2 separate regions of the Mus musculus genome follow, and region 2 is linked to region 1. A link is a contact called in public Hi-C data. All regions are on one chromosome and are shown on one strand. The core of a region is the stretch at or near the end of the contact, and the rest is flanking DNA. Distances in the headings are between cores, read along the strand shown.

Region 1 (5,673 bases), core at 921-3,420:
GAAACGCAGCCTTACGGAGTTATAATATCATTCTAAGGTAGACTTTTATAAATCAGTGATGTATACTGTAAGTCCTAGAGCAATTACAAAAAGAGGCATAACATTAGACACATGTATACATATGCACACACACACACACACACACACACACATGTAAACAGTTAGAGAAAAGGAGGCCATGAATTTGAAAGAGCAGGAAAAGGTTCATGGGAAGAGTTGGAGGGAGGAAAAGAAAGGGAGGAAATGATGTAATTATACAATGTTCTGAAAAAAATCATAAAAAAAAAACAAAAAAGAAGACGGGAAAAGAACAAATGAGATGAATGAAAAGGCAAGTAAGAAGATGATAGATTTACAGTAACCATAGCAACTACATCAATTAAACATTTTCTAACAAAAGCATGGGGCTGGGGGAAACTGTTTGGAAGATAGAAAAAGATGAGTGGGAGGTGGGTGGGAGGCCAAGAGAAGATAATGGGGAACAAATAAGATAAAAATATATTTTATTAAAGTATTAAAATGTCATAGCAAAGGCTATCTTTTTGTATAATTAATATATGCAAGTAAAAGGGATATGAAGAAAAAACACATTTATAGGCCTGAGCAGTCCAATTAAAAAATATAGTTAGATAGAAATGCAAGAACTAAGAAGGAAAAAAAAGCAGAAAAGACAAAAGAGAAAAAGCAGATTAGCAAATGAAAAATGCTAGAACTGGTATGAAGACACGTCTTAAAAATGAAAGGCTGGGAGAAGACATACCATAGAAATGGGTTGACTCTAAGACAGTCCTAGAGAGACCACCAAACAGCCTATAGCCTCATCATAATGGCATCTTCATGCTATGTAACATTCCTGCTCTATGGCAATTGACAGTCGCTATGGCAGGAGCCACAAAAAAAACAAAGAGAGAAGGGGTGTCTGGCTCCCAGGAAAACCACTGCCCTTGTGCTGCCCTTCTGACAGGGACAGTCCTCTCCTTTACTGACCTCTCTTCTCCACTCCTTTCTTTGCCCTGTATTTGTGAACTCCTGACAACCAGAAGTTGAGAAGTTGATTTGAGAGTGTATCTCTCACATCTGTTCTTTTCTTTCTCTTTTGTCTTTCCACAATGTCAGAATTTATTGAATAACAATAAATTCGCAGGCATGGAAGTTTCAGCAGCATTTTAACAGATGTTCCTGCTTTCCTTGACAGCCTTGGCTGGGGCAAACACAAGGTTATTTATTCCTATCATAACAGCTAATGTTAATTCTCATGCCACACATTACACACCACAGAGTAAACACATGTACACATGGCATGTGTGTGTGTGCATATGTATGCATGTGTCTAATGCTATGCCCCTTTTTATAATTGCTCTAGGACTTATAGTACACACATACACACACACACACACACACACACACACACACACACACACACACACACCATATACATCTATGTTACAGGAAACCAGAGCTGGGAAACTGACCAAATTCTAAAGGAGTCTATGGGAATGAGATACAGAACCAGCTTGAAGCTCTGTGGCGGCTGTTTTAGAGTCAGGCTACAGTTCAGAGCTGGACAGGAAGGTGGGGAGAGGGCCGATGAGAAGACCTTCATCTTCAAGGACTGAGCCAAGCAGAAGCTCCTAAGGAAGTCAAATGCCAGATGACAGGCTGGTGGGAGCTGCGGGCATCTCAGTCTATTTGCATCCCAGAACGAGGAAAAGAGTCTCCTTTTACTGCTCGGTTGCTATTAGGTCATTATTAGTTCCATAATTCCAAAGAGAGTGAGGAAAGACCCAGTTTACAAGCAAAAACTATTCCATTTATTTACTTTAGAAAATTTAAATACTAATTCCCTTTATGTACTTTAGAAAAATATATCTAAATGTACACAGGATGTGTGAATAAGATTATTCATTGAAGCTTATTTTTCTCAAAATACTAGAAACAACCTAATTTCTATTAATAAAAGAATTCTAAGAAATTACAGTGTTTTAATATTATACTATATAACAGTTAAAATGAATAAAGTAAGCTTTTTCTTTTAAGATTGATTTAGTTTGTACTTTTCATGTATGGGCATTTTGTCTATTTTATGTAAAAGCACCACGCGAGTGCCTGGCGCTTACAGATACCAGAAGAGGAAGCTGGCTCCCCAGGAGCTGGAGCAATCGGTGGTCATAAAGCTACCACGTGGGTGCAGGGAACTGAGCCTGAGCTCTCTGTGAAAGCATCAAGTGGTCCTAACTGCTGAGCCAGCTCTCCAGCTCCTACAATGAATAAAACATATTTCTTTATCTGCACAAATTATATCCAAACGTTGAGTAAACCTAAGCATTTTGAAAGCCAGACGTGGTAGCATACACCTGAACTTGGGAAGCCAAAGCAGAAGAATTCCAAGTTCCAGGCCAGCCTAGGCTACCTACAAAGTCCTAGGCCATACTGGGCTACATAGCAAGATCTTGCCTTAACTCCCTTCTAAAATGACAATTTCAAAAGACAAGTTAAAGAATTATATATATATATATATATATGTATATATATATATATATATATATAATCGGTCTAGTATAGTTTTGTGCACGCTTTTTATGTGTGTGTGCATGCATGCACAGGTAGAGGTCAAAGGATAACCTTGGGTGTTGGTCTTTTTTTAATTCTTTGAGACAGAGTCTCCCATTGGCCTTGAAATTTCCCAAGTCAACGAGACCAAATGGCCAGGGAACCCCAGGGCTCCGCCTGTCTCTACCTCCCCAGTAATGGGATTACAAGGACTCATCACCACACCCAGTTTTTTTTTTTTTTTTTTATGTGGGTTCTGCAGACCAAACTTAGGTCCTTGTTCTTGTAAGGCAAGCACTTTTCACCAACTGAGCCATCTCCCAACCCCTGTGTGTACTCTCAACAATTGTTACTTCCAGCTCCTAAGATCACAGGCAGTGTTAGCTTTGCCATTTCTTTTTTACATTTCTCCATAATTAAAATGTTCTCAGAATAACGTGTGAAAGGACAAGTAAGGAGCAGTTAACTGTATGTGACACACGTGGGCCATGTTACATAAGATCTGAGTACTGTGCATTGAGTTCAACAAGTCGTGCCAGTCCCCACAAATTTTTTTTTTAATATCCGCTAAGCCCAAGGCATCGTGACTGTGACAAAATGGGAGAATTAAATATCAGCCTACGGGCAAGATATAGCTTCTTGATTTTGGTGCTGTAGCCTTTATATTCATGGTGATAATAGAGGTGGTGGCAGTCTTCATGATAGACTGACTATTCAGGAAGTCACGATGTACCATCATGAAGATTTTAAGTGTGCTGCAGTTACTAATTGCAAGCTTTCTGTGTAGGTGATGGCCTTGGATCGGCAGAGGACACTGGCCCTGCTGGAAGCGTTCTATGATCAATGCTCTTCCACCACTAGGAGTTTACTCCGAAACCCACGACAATGTAAGTGTCCCTCAGAGGGAGGAATGTCCTGGAGCTGAAGCTGGGTGTTGTAGTCCAATGACAAACTGCAGTGGGATCGTTTTACTCCTGAGGGATCCCGTGCATCTCCCCAAGTCATGGCAGCTGTAGCCAATCTACTTGTTCCTATTTCCACAAAATGCACTCTTGCTCGAAATTAGACGGAGTTTCACTAAGTGCAGTCCTCAACACTGTGTCCCATCAGAACTCAACTGGACCAGCTTTTAAATTTGTTTCAATGAAGGAAGGCTTTGGTGATAATCTAAACACTTTAACAGCTAAGGTAGGAATGAGTATTCCATTTATAATTGCAATTTAGAATTCTAAGGTTTCTACAGAAGATATGTCTTTTGCCGAAGCAGCTATACCTACAGGCTTTTATGGTAAAATATGCATATATACCTACATGTTGGAATATTCTTTTATGTGTTTATCAATAAATATGGTTACAGGGCAGTTGGTTTCTCTTTGTTGCGTTTCCTTATTTACTATGGCTGAGAGAGCCATAGCATCCCTGTGCACATCAGAAGCCAGCGTGCCAGTTCCTCCTTCCACCATGTGGGTCCCGAGGCTCTGACTCGGATCCCCCTCTGCCTTGGCAGCAATCTCCTTTACCCAAGGCGTCCTCCAGCCCTGCTTCTATTTCTTAAGGAGAATGTCTTTTAATGACTGGTTTGTCTTATCTCTGTATGCAGACTTGTTACTTGGAGACTTAAGAATCTGTGAGTGCGGTGTATTAAAAGCTGTAGGAGTCACAATGTTAAAGCTTAATTACTAAATGCCCTGGGAAGAATGGGGACAGGCAGGATTTCAGGACTTGGTGGAATTTTATCTGTAGGGGACACTTCTTCAGACTGGGTCTCATTATGTTAGTTTTGAGAACTCTCGGTCTCCCTGCCTCACCTGAATGCCAGCATCATGGCCAGTGTAGTCATATCCAGCATATTTTGTTGCTTTTTAACAGTGAAATCCTAGTGACTACTATCCAGTCTTTTCTTAAAGTCCCTTCTTCTTCCCTCCATCTCTAGCTTTGTCTCTCCCTGACTTTCTTTTTTTTCTGTACTAAAAACTGAACTTATATTAAACACTCAATCTACCCCCGAACTGCACTCCTGACTTTGTATAAAATTCTAAAGCACAAAACCTCCTAAGTCTTGGAAGGAAGAGTTGATGAATGAAGAATTGAAGGGAAAGGAAGGGATGGAAAGTGAACCGAGTGAAAGATAAGGCTATCGTTTGTTTGTATAATGGAGAAATTTTAATTTGTTATTATTTGAGTGTGAGCATGATGTGGGGGTGGGGAGTGCATACATGCCACGTAGCATATGTGGAAGTCGGAGGGCAATTTTGTGGAATCGTTTTTTTTCTTTTCTTCTACCTCTATGTGGTCTCTAGGGATCAAACTGAGGCCATCCATGGCGTGCAGCAAGCACAACTCTCCAGCCTGTATTGTAGATATTTTAAAATATATTTGAGATGAAAAGACAGTTCCAGTCCCCATATCTATTCTGTGCTTATTGAGAGGAAAAGGGCCACAATGGTAAGGGACGAGTTTCATTTGATTTAGCAATCCAAGCAACAGTCCAAATATCGAAAGAAGAGAGATGTTTATTATAGATGGACACACTTTCCAAGAAGAGTGGATACCTAATTTAGGGTAGTGAGACTTCTTATGTTCCCTTGAGTATCTAGTTGCAGCAAAAGGTACCTGATACTTTTATCATTGTTTAAGACAAGATAAAGAGTTATGTATGAAAGGATGGACTATCCAGAGACTACCCCACCTGAGGATCCATCCCATAATCAGCCACCAAACCCAGACACTATTGCATATGCCAGCAATATTTTACTGAAGGAATCCTGGTATAGCTAGCTGTCTCTTATGAGGCTATGCCAGTGCCTGGCAAATACAGAAGTGGATGCTCACAGTCATCTATAGGATGGACCACAGGGCAATGGAGAAGCTAGAGAAAGTACCCAAGGAGCTGAAGGGGTCTGCAACCCTATAGGTGGAACAACAATATGAACTAACCAGTACCCCCAGAGCTCATATCTCTAGCTGCATATGTAACAGAAGATGGCCTAGTCGGCCATCGTTGGGAAGAGAGGCCCCTTGGTATTGCAAACTTTATATGCCCCAGTACAGGGGAATGCCAGGGCCAAGAAGCAGGAGTGGGTAGGTAGGGGAGCAGGGTAGAGGGAGGGTATAGGGAACTTT
Region 2 (5,673 bases), core at 982-3,481, 74 kb before region 1:
CAGTGCCAGGATTTCTCTACACACAGGGCCAAGTATAAACAACTGCAATCATCAGACCAGGGCATATAGAACTATCTGTCATTTAGCTTAATAACTGAGTTTACTACTCAATATTTACTATAGTAAATACTACAGTATTTACATGACCAATCTTAATTGCCTACCTATGCCAAAATGACTATTAACATTCCTCAAGATTCTAAAGTATTCCAAGTTTTGACTAATAAAGCCATGTCAAATAAATATGGCTTTACCAAATATTATTCATTTACTTCAAGACAACTGATATAACAATAGCTTAATAAATGCTACTGTAACATAAAAGGTTTTCAGCAATGCCCAGGGGAAATAGTTTTACAATACTGAGTTCTACTTCAGTATGTTATCTACTAACCCTTGATTGCTTTCACAGCCAAAACTAGGCCTGGTAACCACAAAAATCAAAGGATTTACTATTGGAGTGAGTTACTATGGTCTGAAGATTTTCTATCAATTCTGAAAAATCTACCATAAAGTGGAAAAAATCCACTCATGAAAATGCTACATATTTCTACCCCTCTCATATTTGCCTAGAGCAAACCCTAAAGTGTTTCATCAGTTCTGAAGTACAATTATTCTCAAATCACAGAATCATAAAGCTTTAGAAAGTCCAGCAAGCCCCCCCCCCCATGCAAGGATTCTTTATATCACCTGTCTGGCCAAAGCTCCCCTGGCTTCTGCTTGATACAATGTGTGCTATTTTGCAAAACAGTGCACTTGATTTTTACAAACGTCTTCCCTAAACTAATGGAAATGTGCCTCTTTAAACTTCTACCCACAGATTTCAGTTTTGTATCCTGTACCATCACAAGGTGAATAGAGTAATTTCTTGAATTAGGGTAGTCATACAAAAACACACAAGAAAACTCACAAAGGAAGAAACTACCACAATATGCAACAAAATTTTGAAATTCAGGAAACTATATTGAAATCACAAGGCAACATGCTTTCAAGATATCAAACTCCTATCTCAGTTAACAAATATTAATGACCCAACTTTCTTTCATACAGTGGAAAGTCATGGTGTTCACTGAATGCCTCTTTGCAACTTGACACTACTAAATCTAATGTTAAAACTACAATTCTATATGAAATAGTTCTTCAATTGCTCATATTTTCATCTAGATGCCTGTTTTTTTTTTAAGACCCATTTTACCACACTGGTGCAATGCTAACACATGCTAGCAGGTATTCACAAATATGAAGCCCGAGACTAGAGCTATAAAGGAGTCATGGTGGAGGTGAAGGCATAGAAAAGCCCAGCAGAAAAAAAAATGCTAATTGATGAGTGTTTTCCTTCTGGAAACATGCTTTAGCGACACAGCATTTGAAGTCATGAACCATCCAAGCACAACCCATGAGCAAGAACGATCATGAGCAATGAGTGGAAGGCATAAATGTCTATAAGATGGAAATGAATTGGCACTGGTTATCAAGCAGCACCAGAAGCTTTGGGTTCTCACTGAGAAAGGTAGAAGTCCAAGAAGCAGAGATCACTGCCATCTTTTAAGGGTGGGAAGAAACCAGGGAGTAACTACCACCGAGCAGTCCAATGAAGCCTAAACTGTACGGAGCACAAGAGAGATGCCAGGGACTAGAGAAAGGCACACACAGGGCGAGACGGAAGAAGGATGCGCAGTGCACTGACTGGGTCCCTGAAACGGTGTGCGTAAAGGATATGGGTGTGGGTCGGGGGTAACCTAGGAGCCCACCCTTCCTCTCCCTGCAACAGAGCAACAGAGGGTAAAAGAAGGGGGGAGGGTGAAAAGCAAGAATGACTCATAGCCGAAAGGAAGTGCTCAAGCCATGGGAAGCATGCTACGGGAGATTTCTGAGCCAGCGCTGTGAGGGACTGGGTGCTCCGGGTGATGGAGGTTGGGGAAAAAACAAACAAACAAACAAACAAACAAACAAAAAACCCCAACGTCTGGCAGTCGCTGCTGCTCGCCGGTAAGATGAGGGTGTGGGGGGTTCGCAGCAGCCTGAGTGCCAAGGCCTGGGAAGAGGCGCGGCGCGTGCGCAGTGGCGTTCGGCGGGACCCGCTGAGGCAAAGCGGAGCCGCAGTGACAGAAGCTGGGAGCTGCCGCCTGGAGGGACTCACCGAGGCGCAAGGGCTGGAGGTGGTGCTGGGGGTAGGCGACCGCTGGACCGTGACCAAAGCCATCTAGGTGCTGCTGGGTTGTTCCGGGCAGGGCATTCTCGTCCTGAGTGTGGGGGGCGGGAGGGTGACGGAGCCGGGATGGGGGACGATGGGTGAGGCGTAGGGACGAGGGAAACGGAGAGGGAGATGAAGCCGCGGGAACGGCCTCGGGCTCCGCACCCACCACCGGACTCTCTCGCCTACTGACGCGCCGAACGGGCGGCGGGCGGGCAGGCGGGCGGTTCGGCAGCTGCGGGGCACAATGAGCGCTCCCAGTGCGCAGGCGCCACCTGTCAGCAACCGCCTCTCCCCTCGGCGCGCGCCGCCGCGGCGGCGTAACCCTTAAGTTGCCGGAAGCGGGCGGGCAGGCTGCGTGCGCCGCGCCTCGGGCCGCCGTCCCCTCCCGGGTCAGCTCTCGAGCCCTACTGCTGCCCCTGCGGCTCTGTCTGTCCCCGCTGCGCGGCGTGGGGCGAGCTGGCCAAGGAGCCCTGGAAGGCAGCCAGCCAACCGAGGGTCCTGATCTGGGGGTGGGGGTCGGTGGGAGAGCCGCTAATCCTCACTCCAGAAAGACAACCATTTTATGAGTGGGGCGCGCAACCTTAGAGAAAAACTGAGGCGAAAATCCTGAGGCGAACACGTTTTCTAGTGGAAAAGGGCTCCGCAGGTGCTATAGACGCTTTCTCTGGGCTAGACCCGGGAGACCAGCCCTCCTGCTTGGACCTGGCCCTCAAGAGGGCTCCGTCTTAATGAGCTTCCCCACCCTCCTCATCATAAAGGGCCTCAGGGTTAACGACCAGACTTTTCCTAAGAAAGATTTTTCCCCCCGGTGGTAAACACTGGAAACTTCGTAGTAGCCTCAGGCTTCCTTCCTCTACAACCTGCCTAAAGTCAGTCACTGTACCTGAGATGCTGAGGGAAGGGGCGGGCACAGAGAGCTGGACCCTGAGTTGGAAAGCTCCAACCTGCTATTTTTTTTTTAAAACCTCTCAATTGCTTCCTACTGTGAAGATCTCCACTAAACAAAGATCTTTTGATCATTGAGCTTTTTTTCTTTCCCCCATAAATTTGACTATTTCATAAATGCAAGTGAAAATGTAGAATTAAAATATTTTAAAGGAAGACATTTCTAAATGGTAAACTGCCAACATCAACCAAGCATGTAATGGAAAAATCAAGACTAAAAAGAAAAGGAAAAGTCACGCAGTGCAACCCGTTGATATATTTACACAGAGATAGTTGAGGGGATGAACTGGTAAATACCACCATCCATATCAAAGCTGTAGAAAACACTCACTTATGGACTCCAGTTTCTAAAGCCCACCTCTTTCTGTTTGTCACTCAAACAATCTTGGATCTCATTGCTCCTTTTAAACTGATAGGGCTGTCATAAGCTCTTTCTGGTTGCTGTGTGGTTAAGTGACACAAGAACCCTCTATGCTGAGTCTTTGTTCTCTCCCTGGGGCCCTGTGGTTGAAGTAATTAGCAGGGAGGTTCCATCAAGAGTCACTGAGGGTCCCTGTACTGTGCCAGTCCTCTGTAGAGTGTAGTGCAGAAAAACCAGTTGGTAGGCTTTTGCCCCCTGGTGGTGATCAAGACTGCCTATGAGATGAGAATTGAAGAACTGTGGTTCACAGATGAGAAACAACGTTATCCCCAGAGCTCCAGAGTGAACAGGAAAGAGAAGGCAAGGTTCAGAAGTAAGAACTTTGAACCAAGACTTAAGAGACTAAACAAAAAACTATGTAGAGAGCCAAGATGAGAGCTAAATGTCCCCAAATAAATGTATTTATAAACCGAAAGAGAAGTATTGTCCAAATCAGTAATTCTCAGTATGTTGATTTTCCTACTGATATGTGGTTGACAACTTGGGTTTTCTTCTATATAGTGGCATACTCTAAAGAAATTCATCTGGAAAAGGAGACATTTAAGTCCATTAACCTTACAATGAGACCAAGCACTGCTGTGAGTCAGACCTAGCTTCTAGTTCCAGCTGTGTAAAACCTTATGCAAATGAGTTGAACTTTTTGAGCTGTAGTTCCTTATTCTCTATGATGAAACCCTAACTTACAGGACTTTCATAATCAAATGAGATAATGTATACAAATTAAAAGGTCCTACATGCAGTCAAGATAATTTTCTATTCTCTGAAGTGTATTCTGAGTTCATAAAGGCCTTGTTGAATGTATATTATGTACAGGAAATATCTTCAAGCAAAAGAAAAAAATGAGACATGGTCCATGCTTTTTCTAAACTGTAGGTTAATGGTCAAGATATATATCATCTGTAGTTAAGTATAGAACATTTTTGTTCAGCATGTCTAAGGTGATGAAATTGGGTTATAAAGTACTCAACTTGTACAGTTTGTATCAAGAAGTTGATTTATTATCATATAAAAGAAATGTATCTCAGTGGTATATTAGAAACTGATACTTGAAAATTATTGCTGCATATTATCTACTGAGAGAAAGAGAATGTTAATGTATGTTATATACTAGGTACTCTTTTGTTTTTCATTTGTGCATCTATGCATATGTGGTGGAAATGTGTGTGAGTGTAAAGATGTATGTGCCTGTGGATAAATGTGTAGAGGAAAAAGGTCAATGTCAGGTGTCACTCTGTTTGTTTGTTTGTTTGTTTGTTTGTTTTCCAGAGATGGGGTCTTTTACTGGACCTGGAACTCATCACTTCAGCTACACTGGCTGGCTAATAAGCCTCTGGGATGGCTTGTCTGATGCACCGGGGTTACAGATGTGTGTCAACACTGTCTTTCTTTTTCTTTTTCTTTTTTTTTTTAAACTCTAATTTGTATTTTACCTTAACTGTGGAATGGGGAGCATGCACATGTCATGGTTCACCTGTAGAGGTCAGAGGACAACCCATGGGATATAGGTCTCTCCTTCCATATTGAGGATCATCAGGCTTCATGGCCAGGACCTTTACCCACTCACCCATCCCCACTGGTCCCCCCATGGCTATGTTAAGGAAAAAATAAAATAAGTGTCTCAAGGGTTCATAGCCTATGATCAAGGATAGATAGATAGATAGATAGATAGATAGATAGACAGACAGACACACACATACACACACACATATATATACATATATATACATATATGGATGTATATACATCAATAAATAATTGAACTATAGTTTAATGGTACTATGGATTCAATCACCTTTTCTAGACTCTGAGGAAAGTATTGTAGACATAGGAAAAGTCTAGATAAAATATAAAGTTACTTAAAAACAAAGATTGGATTGTCAGGGTAAATGTTCTTTGTATAAAATTAAATTTTAGGCTTTGGCTATAGATTCCGAGATAGCTCCTTTTTTAATTGGCCTGGATTATAGAGAAGAAATCTGTTTTCACTGTGCATTTGTTACCCGTTCTTCTCTGGGATCCATGTTCCTGATGGATCTTCTAATGATCTGAGAGGTGATATCTACTATGAAAATCCAAAAACCCTGGACTGTATCAACTTAATTTGTTTCAA

What was found. A called contact is a pair of places that touch in the nucleus more often than the background predicts.
Region 2: a Hi-C map of the G1E-ER4 cell line shows a contact between it and region 1, with 2.5 times the contacts expected there. The contact joins the promoter of Ssh2 here to the enhancer-like site in region 1. A contact is called at or near these places in 2 of 39 promoter capture datasets (the C10 cell line and embryonic stem cells), 1 of 15 datasets of contacts at CTCF or cohesin (CD8 T cells), 4 of 484 Hi-C or Micro-C datasets (ECoMG-derived neutrophils, the G1E-ER4 cell line, bone marrow-derived macrophages and 1 more), 5 of 115 datasets of contacts at active chromatin or transcription factors (CD8 T cells, the SCID.adh cell line, embryonic stem cells and 1 more) and 3 of 9 other capture datasets (adipose tissue, liver and pancreatic islet).

Annotation. Positions count from the first base shown.
Region 1 is chr11:77,138,603-77,144,275 of GRCm38.p6, reverse strand. It overlaps Efcab5 (EF-hand calcium binding domain 5), which reads left to right. Exons shown (of 18, transcript NM_176965.3): 4 at 3,338-3,437. Among named protein-coding and RNA genes, the nearest start is that of Efcab5, 48 kb to the left of the region's middle. Within about 2 kb of position 2,170, at least 4 of the 459 cell types and tissues checked have an H3K27ac peak or open chromatin away from gene starts, as enhancers often do. A contact at or near this core is called in the G1E-ER4 cell line, where this site is marked.
Region 2 is chr11:77,212,983-77,218,655 of GRCm38.p6, reverse strand. It overlaps Ssh2 (slingshot protein phosphatase 2), which reads right to left and starts at 2,231. Exons shown (of 15, transcript NM_177710.4): 1 at 2,141-2,231. The coding sequence starts at 2,203. It also overlaps a transcript of Efcab5 not described here.